2 separate regions of the Danio rerio genome follow, and region 1 is linked to region 2. The links are chromatin contacts, called in public HiCAR-type maps. All regions are on one chromosome and are shown on one strand. Each heading gives the region's core, a stretch centred on a gene start, on an enhancer-like site or on the middle of the called end of the contact. The rest is flanking DNA. Distances are from core to core; before and after follow the strand shown.

Region 1 (4,781 bases), core at 810-3,309, 150 kb after region 2:
TTTGGAACCATTTAAGGGTGAGTATATATTGAGTCATTTTTATTTTTTGGGGGGTAAACTATTAACTTTTGGTCTCAAAACATGCCTAATGAAAACATCCATGATCCACAATGTTTGTATTTTTTCTAACATGTATTTTCAGTTGTAATTTCAACTAATTTCGATCGGAAATAAAGTAGTTGGGTGAATTTGGAATATTCATTTGCTATATACTCAAATTTAGAATACACCAATTCCTTTTTTAATACTATTTAGGATGAATAGAATATGAATATGACATCTCTTGATTAATTTGTGCTCAGTATTCATCCCTTCTGTTAATGTTTTTACACTTTTTTATAATGTAAAATTATTGCTGTGGAATTTGTATGCAAGTGAGGAACCGAGATTGGACAAATTAAAACAATCACAGCACATTTGGAGCAAAAATCAAGCGATTCTGATTTCTGGCTGGCCATTCGGTGCATCTCTAATTTGTTGGAAAAGCGAAGCGGTAAGACTAGTTTCTGTTGCTATGGCAGGCACAGGGTGTGGCGGGTGAGCAGCAGTTACTCTGCAAGCAGCCTGTGTGTGGGTGTGTGAGTATTAAGCATAAGAGTGAGTGTGTGAGTATGCAGTATGACACAGCAGTGTGTATGTGTCTGCATGTGAAGGTGAGTGTTGCAGTATGGTTCTAGCATATGCATGTCTGAGCCAGCTGATGACTGTTATGTGATGACACAAGAGATGAAAAAACTAGAAGTGACCCGCAGTGGTTTATTTTCGTTCCCATTCCCACCACACATCAGTTCACCACAGGTACAGACCTGTCCACCTCAAGGAATTAAGGGTGTTGGCTCCCTAAAGCCAAAATCAGGTACACGCAGATAAATGCACAAAAGAGGACACAAACAAACAAACGATGTCAAATGAAAAAAAAAGATATTCAATTCGTTTTTACAATATACATTGCATAATTGAATGCAATAATAATATTTTACTTAAAATTATAATATTTAAAATCCAAATATTATTTACATTATAGTACATACATGCATAAAAACATCTATTTAAAAATAGATGTTAAGAGATATTAATAGACATTATATAAAAATTGATTAAATTTCCAATGAATTATTCATTTCCGAAGACAAAATATTTGCAATTAAAATGTTAATATTCCATTTAGATATGATTATATTCATTTAATCAATATCGTGATAATAAATATGCACAATATTGATATTATGGGCACTTTAACATACAGTGAATAATTGTTTATTATTTAAACTTTTAAAGTGCTTTTTAAGGAATATTCAGACTGTATTTGCAGTGGCGTTCATAAGAGCACCAAATGCATGGAGACTGAAATGGTTTGCTTAATAACCAATAATAATTGACAAATAATCTGACCTGCTACATGCTGAAATATTAATTTAACATTCTGTGACTAGTTATAGGGCTATTTTACATTAAAATTGTGCAAAAAGGCTCCAATAGTTAAATAAACTCACAATGAAAACTTCAAAAAGGTTTAAATAATCTTATGTGATGTTAATTTATTAGTAAATACCTAATAATGTGCTAAAATCAACTTGTAATACTTTTATTAAATTAAGTTAGTAATAAAACTCACCATTTCTCACTGTTGATTATAATTTATTAACTAACATTTAACAATGAGACTTTATTGTAAAGTGTTATCTATTGTTGTTTATTAAATACTTTCGCAATTTAATTTGGTTGAAACATTTATTTACTATGAACATCTATACACAAAAAAGTTTTGGCTATTATGCCTGTTAAAGTACTTTTTTGCAGCTTATGTCTATATCATGATAAAACCATAATAAAAGCTTCAGTAATTAATCATCATAAGCCTAAATTATTTACATTTCAGTAAGTAATTAAATGTATTATTTCTTTCTTTCATTCATTAATGTTTTCATTCATTCTCTGGTACCACTTCTACTGTAATTCAATAAATCTTTTGCCAGAGACCTGTGTGATAATGATCACGTCAGTCAATAAAGGTGTAAATCTCTTTTTGTGGCTTCATTGGTGGTGAGGAACTTGCTCAGACATGTTCCAGTTGTGTTTACAACCCAAATTTCAGTCTCAGATCATTTCCCAATCACAACTCTTACCCAGTTCTCACTGCCTCTTCCTGCCATCCATGTGATATTTCAGGCCAATAGGAGATGAACTAACATTTGCTTTGCTGTCAACGCACCTAAAAAACCCCTCTGCCACCCACCTTCATCTCGCCAAGTCAGACTAATTGTTTGTTTCCTTCTGGCTTCTGTCGAACGAAAGACGCTATATTATTTTGCCAGTTTCTGAGGACTCTCCCCTTCACTCCAGGGACTGCCAGCAAAACAGTAATTAGTGGAAAAAAAAGAATGAGAGGCCTTTTGAAAACTGTTAATTACAACTTTATGAGCATGACAGAAGGGCAGACACACCGCGCACAAAAGACACTGATGCCACCGGATCAAAAGACACTTGAACCTCAATATGCACCACCACACGTGCGTTCACTTCATTTAGTACCACAAAAGATCTCCGGATGTTTTAACAGGATGAATGAATGTGAACTGTAGATTCATGCCAGTACTGGGCCAGCAAGAGTCTCTTTTTGTATGACTATTCAATGTTTTCATGTGGTGATTAATCAGATTTGGGTGCTTTTCTCAATTAAAAATGATTTGTAGTGGACTAATAACAATACAATGCAATGGCAAACAACTGATAGCTCTAATTTAAAGGGATAGTTCATCCAAAAATGAAAGTTCTGTCAGCATTTACTCACCCTTTACTTGTTGTTAAACATTTTTGAGATTCTTTCTTCTGTTAAACACAAAAGAAGATACTTCGAAAAATGTTGGAAACCTGTAACCATTGACTTCCTTGCTTTTGTTTTTCCCACTATGGTTTTCAGCTTTCTTCTCTCTTTCAGCTATCTTCTTTCGTGTTCGACAGAAGAAAGAAACTCATTTGGGAACACTTGAGGGTGAGTAAATACTGAGTAAACACTGAGTCGATTAAAATTTTTGGGTGAACTATCCCTTTAAATGCTTTATTATATGATCCTGAAAGCATTTCAGTGGAAATAAAGCAGAACTGAGCAATCCAGTGCACTTTTGAGATCATTTCTCCTTGTCATTCCAGATGGCCATCATATCAAACAGCTCCAGGCTTTAACGCTGTGAATCACAATCACCGTCATAGGAAATTACGATGAGAAGCAGGGAAAAATTATTCAGCTAAATTACAAGAAATGTCCTGAAAGCAAAGCTCCACAGACAATTACATACACTTTGTACTCCAAACACGCTTAAATATTTAAAAATACTAGTTTTTTTAATCCCAGAACAAAAGTAGCCCAAGAACAATGCGTTTTTGTAGTTAAAAATACAGCTTGTTTCCTGCCTTTCCAACAACAACAAAAAAAAAAAGCCAGTGGTAAAAAAGCTCTCGGCTAATCAATAGCATCCTGCTTTCAAACCCTGTTTCAAAGGAAAAATCACTGCTCTTCCGAATACAACCCAGAATTCATTATGGTGACCTGAATGGCTTAATCCAGCCCATCCGAACACATGAATCAAGCCAAACAAATTGAAAAACTCATGTAGTGCTGGGGCATTACACAATTTTATCTTCTGGCTTGCACGCCTCACAACACATTGAGTCAAACGTGACTACTAACACATTCACACAGAATATGCACAGTTAATGGTAAGAATGCTGAGATTTTGCTCAGGAATGCTGACTTTCGATTTCTTGTCCTCATGATGGGTCGATACAATTCAGGATCATTCAAGCCTTATATTAGTGTTGCTGACTGCCACTGTTAAAGTTTTATTTTCGAATAAGACCGCAGACGTTGCTTTGGATACATTTTTGGCAGGAATAATGTTTATTGTTAACATAACTGAGAATCAAATAAGCACGACAAATACTCATACTTTATAAGCATTATTTTTCGTAAGCTTTTAAAAACATGATGCTATAAGTCATGAGCAGACTTTTTGAAAACATGATGCTATAAGTCATGAGCAGACTTTTTGGTTACTTATGTGCAACATTTTATTATTAAAAATCTGCAGATTTATGTGGAATGATTTTGGGAATATAGAAGCTTATCCCTTAATGTTTTTTTTTTTATTGGTTTACAAGGCAAAAGAATTCATTAAAAAAAATCTAACCATGCAAGACTTTCAGTTGGTTCTTTGTGAAGCATCCCAGATGCAAGGTTGCTGCATAAATAAATAATAAAAGTATGTTTGGCAAACTTTTATTTTATTTTATACTTAATCTACTAATTTATTTATTTTCTTGACCAGGTTAATTCAATATTTTTATGTATCTATGTATATATGTATACAAGTGTGGAATGGATAGTATATATATAAGTATAAAATAATAATAATAATAATAAAATAATATATTCCTGCATGCTGACCCATTGTTATCTATGAATGGCCACAACACGTCATGTCAGATGGATTTTAGGCTTATACTGCAGCCCGATTTCATGAGAAAACATAATTATATATTTACTTATTACTCATTGTCAGGAAAGTAGCTAATCCAAACAAATTCATACAATATAATTTGTATAAAAACATAACAAAAAGAGACATACAGTATCATTAAACCCCACCACTAAACCCAACTATCAATGGGGAATGAGCAAATAATACTAAAATGTATGAATGAGATTGCAGAAATGAATATGAATTAGCCACTAAATAAAAAAGTTACAAAAGTTATTCTGAAGATGGTAGTATAGTCAGTAA
Region 2 (5,030 bases), core at 1,393-3,892:
TAACAGCATGCTCCTAAAAACAACTATGCAACAAGCCACTTTCATAGCACTCCAAACCCTGTCACCAGGAAACTAGAGCTGCATAAGAAGTTAAGAGGACTTTGTGCAATTCTCTAGGGATGCATTATGAGTACATGATGTTTATTTGTTCTGTCCTAAAATGCATGACTAACTGGTAATTAAATCTACATGCGCATGTGTGTATGCCACTTATGTGTTTGTGCATGCACAGAAATGATGTTACAATCCAGACATACTTGAGCTGCCGCGGCTCACAGTCCACTCCGGGTAACAGCAGTCGAGCCGCCTGTCGAACATCATCACTGTCCACTGAGAAGCTTCGGCGGTGTTCAGTGTGAGCTACGGCCACCCGGATCCACTCCATAAGTGGAGGCAGTACCAGGAACGGCCTGTAAGGGCAGAACAGTGACATTTATTATTAGGGAAACCATATAATGTAAAACTATTACTTTCTACTCCTCTATTATGCTATTTTAAAGACTGAACTGGAAGTTGCTACGACTTTTAGTTCAGTATGATGATGTATTTCAAATTGAAACTGAATATTGAGTAGGGGGCGGGGCTTTCTTTATAGCCAACATTTCCTTGTAGCAAACTCAAGGTAAGAAAGGAGTGATTAAGAATGCTGTGGCTGAAGCTGTCAAACTGACGTCAGAGAAGAACCACGACTCCAAACGTGGAAGCAAATTGTCAGACTTTGATTAAACATTACCAAAACAAACTTTTTTCTTCAGTGGATTAACTTACATAAGACTAATTATTCACCTAAAGAATAAAAATGTTCACTAGCAAACATTTTAATTTCACACAGATTTTAAAGGTTGCTAATTTTGCTTTAAAGTTCTCCTACAAAAACGCTATCAATTATTCAATACCAGGAAACACAATTTTAGTTTTATAACATATATTGCAGTATCTGCTCATTACTGAAATGGTTTGTTCAAGGATCTACCAACTTTGCCTACTTTGCTCTGATTGGTCAAGATGGTTTAGCCTGTTGTGATTGGTTTATTTCTTGAAGCCCATGGTAAAAATCCAATGCCATATCCAAAAATAGCCATTTCCAAGGGCTTTTTATAGAACCCCATTTCAACTTAAACTTGAGAACTTCAATTTTTGCTATTAATTTACATAACATCAACATTTTAGATGACTCGAAATGCTTACCACTGAAGTCGGGTTTAACGTTTTGAAAAACAAAAATAACATTATTGTCTCTCATTACTGATTTCTTATGCATTCAAAAAACAATATCAGACAACATGACTTTATGATTACAGGTGTTTAGTGTTTACAACAGTGATGGCACTGATTTTACTATATCAATTCAACGCCAGGTCTTCGTCCTTTAGACGTGCATGTGTAACCCCGCCAGTACTACTTCTCCGCCCTACAACCCGCCCCGAGCTGGTATCAACCCGGCGACCTTCCAAATAAGAATGTTGCTCTAACAAGGAGGCAAAAGACGTCGCTAGAGCACCTTTAGAGGTCAGAGGAGTGAGGTTTACCTGCACAGCACCTACTAGCTGGCCTCCGTTACACTCATTCCCCTAAATCTCACTCCCATTCGGGTCACGGCACTAATGCAACCCCGCCAGTCCTACGCCTCCTAACCCGCTCCAAGCTGGTATCGAACCGGCGACCTTCCACATTTGAGTCAGTTGCTCTAACAAGGAGGCTAAAGACCATGGCCTCTAGCATTTGTCGCTAGAGTACCTTTAGACGTCAGAGGAGTGAGGTTTACCTGCACAGCACCTATTAGCTGGCCGCCGTTACACATGAACAACGCATTTACTTTTGAAGTGCAAACCGAACTCTTCCAGGTCTAAGTTACAACGACAGACATTGTTTGAGGTCAGCCAATGACGATTATAGGCTGCCATTATGTGCATTTGTTACAAGCCTAAACTGGTTTGTGCAGAAAGACTCAATTTACTGGCGACTCAATTGCTTCTTTTGAGAGGTAATAAATCCATTTATCTGCACTTTGATCCTTAAAACCGCAGACCTTTTACATACACAAACAGCTCCATTACACACGACATAAATGGTAATATCTGAGAAAGCAAACGGTGCACTTTTAGTAAATTCTTTAACTAAAAATGTTCTTTAAAGTAAAGCATTTTTTTAAAGTAATAATCTTCAAGATTTTATTTTGGTCTACCAATTTATTTTCTGTCTAATCCTTCAGATCAGCTTTTTTTATTATTAAAAAACAAATCCAGTTCAATGAGAGTCAGCGTATGCTTGTTTCTTCTCATAACCTTTAAAAGTTTCAGTTTTGATGGACACCTCTGTTTGCATGCAGCTTTTGGATACTATAAAGGAAGCTATCATAAGCTCTCTGGCAAGATTACAGTTGCTGTTAATTACCAGAGCTAAGCTGTATCTAATTAGCGTGCAAAATATGAAAGACCTGTTGCCATCCTGACAAGTTTTCAGTCAGAAAAAGAAACCTGAAGCTGCTCGTTACCAAGAATACACTCTCACGCCAAACAGATTAATCATTAAGCGGCTGCAAAATATACTTCCGTTAAACTTTCTCAATGTGCCAACCACCAGTTTTACATATATAACACTCAGAACTATTCAAAGGTTAAAGAACATGAGGACGTTGACAACTACAGTGAGTCATGATGATCAGTCATTGTGCGCTGAATTTTTTTCCTCAAGCATTTCCGATGAGCATATCCAGATATTTTTAACCTAGTCTTGACAGGTTGTTGTAGATAAACATGCTAATAATATCAGTTATATATGACTGTATTGGAAAAAAAACAGTAGAAAGTGTAAAATGGGCTTAGTTTATGGCTTTCAAGTGTGAAAAAAGTGACTTCACAGTTTTTGTCCGCCTACACAACAGGATTGTCTTTGTCAAACTTTTCCACACACCCTTCTGTGCTAAGCTTGTTATCATAATTTACACATGAGAGTTTTTTTTTTGCACACACACTTAGATGTAAATACAAAGACAACAGCATTTGACCAAATAATGAACCAGACCAGAAGCATCAATCCTCATCCTGAACCCTCTATCTTGATCTAATTGTGTTTCCTGTGACCTGCGTTTCACAGCTAGCTTTGCATAATCCACAATGTTCGTCCCCGGACACCTTCCCACCGCAAGAGAGCTTGCCAGGAATCCCAGCTCCGCCAAAACAAACCGCAAGGCCTTCTCTGTTTCTCATGTGCCTGAATAATGTGCTTCATAACTCCCCTCCCTTTGAAGAAATGTTTGGAGGAAAAGGATGTAGTTCTCATTCCAGCTGTTGAAAAGGGAAGCCACATCTGGTTGGAAAGTACTGTTGGTTTTTTTGTTGTTGCGTTATGGATTTTAACATCTATGGAAGGGAGTTTTTCTATAATACGGCTATGTGCTTGCAAGAGATCACCTGGAAAATATTGTGGTATTCATAAACATTTTACTATGATACATAACACTGACTTATGGAAATAATTAACCATTCAGAGTTGTTTGATGGGAGAACAAGTACAATACGATGATCACCTCAAGCCACTAAGGTCAAGGTTTTAAAAATTATGTATAGTTCATTTAATAATATAAACGCAGCCTTGGTGAGTAAAAACAGACATGTATTAAATACAGCAGTTATATATTTAATTTAATACATGTATTAAAGGTCCCATGAAATTAAAACAAAGTTTATTAGATGCTAGTATTAGTATATTGTTAGTTCATAAAATATCTATAAGCTAGTGGGCTCTAAAGCAGTGACGAAATCCACGTAAACATGCAAAGCTTGTAGTTTGTCACTTCCATCTAAATGTATCAACGGTTTTATTCACGTCAACCCATACTGCAGTTTCTCATCAAATCATAACCAATCAAATGTTCTTAAGTATCTGACATGCTCTGCCCCCTTCAAGATGCTGCTAATTTAGTTTTCATTTGATACACTTAAGCTCAACCACTCTCACTGGCAGAGCTGTGATAATACACACACTACACTATATCCCTTTCTTTGTGTTTTGTTTGATATTATGCCAAACATCGAATAAAAATGCATATTTCAAAGCACTTAACGAGACATTCAAACCGTGATTTACAACTGTTTTAATTTATTTACACTTCTGAATTGCATTATGGTACCGTGATCACTATCCGACAACGTTTGATGTTGAAAGTGTAACATTTTTAACAGTATGAAGTATTTTAGTAGTACTTCATCGTAAATATCACAGAAAAATTCACTAATATCTAGATGCAGACTTGGCTTTGCAAGCTGGGACTGCATATCTCAGACCTGCCACATCATAAAGAAACTCATAAAAGTTTGGAACCACTTCTAAATGAGTAACTAGTGAGAAAATCTTGTGTGAACTATCCCTTTAAGGGACATCCAGTTACATTTTTTTGGCATATTGAGCATTTTAAAGTTGCAAAATCTGGATCATTGCTCAGTTTTGGTGTGGTTCAGAATCCATTCAGACACAATGATATCACTGTGAGGGGTGGGGTTAGGTCTGCGCATTAAAAGGCATTGCATGCAGCTCACCAATACATTCACACCCCTCTCGAAAAATTACTGACTAACCTAGATAATGTATCATTAAAAAAGCTAACAAAACATCAATACAACTGACTTTATTAAACTTTTTAACATTAAAAGATGTCAGGGCAGAGATTAACATTCTCTAATGCAATTCAAAGCATAAATGAATGTAAAACCATCATGAATCAAAAAATACAAACTACTGAATAACTGACCTCAACTTAAATGATCTCAAATATAAGCATATAACCTTGACCAGTATGATAGAAAGTTTCTAGGAAATCCTGCTTGTTTCCTACCTCATTCAGTGTCTTTCACAATATAAATGATGCATTAAAGTATACGCAAGCCAAAAGAGTGATAATTACAGTGTTAGTATGAATGTTCATCCGCCCTAGGTGTATTTTTTCCACTACAGTATAAATGATGAAAGCTTGATGAAATGTCACTGAGCGGATCAACAAAAGTCCACTCGACTGAAGTCTGAAATCTGAA

The links. HiCAR-type assays count read pairs that join an accessible place to other places.
Region 1: a HiCAR-type map of caudal fin shows a contact between it and region 2, with 5 times the contacts expected there. The contact joins two enhancer-like sites. A contact is called at or near these places in 5 of 18 Hi-C or Micro-C datasets (caudal fin, embryo and fibroblasts) and 2 of 4 datasets of contacts at active chromatin or transcription factors (caudal fin and embryo).

Annotation. Positions count from the first base shown.
Region 1 is chr4:12,563,347-12,568,127 of GRCz12tu, forward strand. The region is part of intron 1 of btbd11a (BTB (POZ) domain containing 11a); the gene reads right to left. Among named protein-coding and RNA genes, the nearest start is that of btbd11a, 15 kb to the right of the region's middle. Within about 2 kb of position 2,060, at least 2 of the 62 cell types and tissues checked have an H3K27ac peak or open chromatin away from gene starts, as enhancers often do. A contact at or near this core is called in caudal fin, where this site is marked.
Region 2 is chr4:12,414,414-12,419,443 of GRCz12tu, forward strand. btbd11a (BTB (POZ) domain containing 11a) reads right to left here. Exons shown (of 17, transcript NM_001327842.1): 4 at 258-410. Among named protein-coding and RNA genes, the nearest start is that of cyb5r3, 33 kb to the left of the region's middle. Within about 2 kb of position 2,643, at least 5 of the 62 cell types and tissues checked have an H3K27ac peak or open chromatin away from gene starts, as enhancers often do. A contact at or near this core is called in caudal fin, where this site is marked.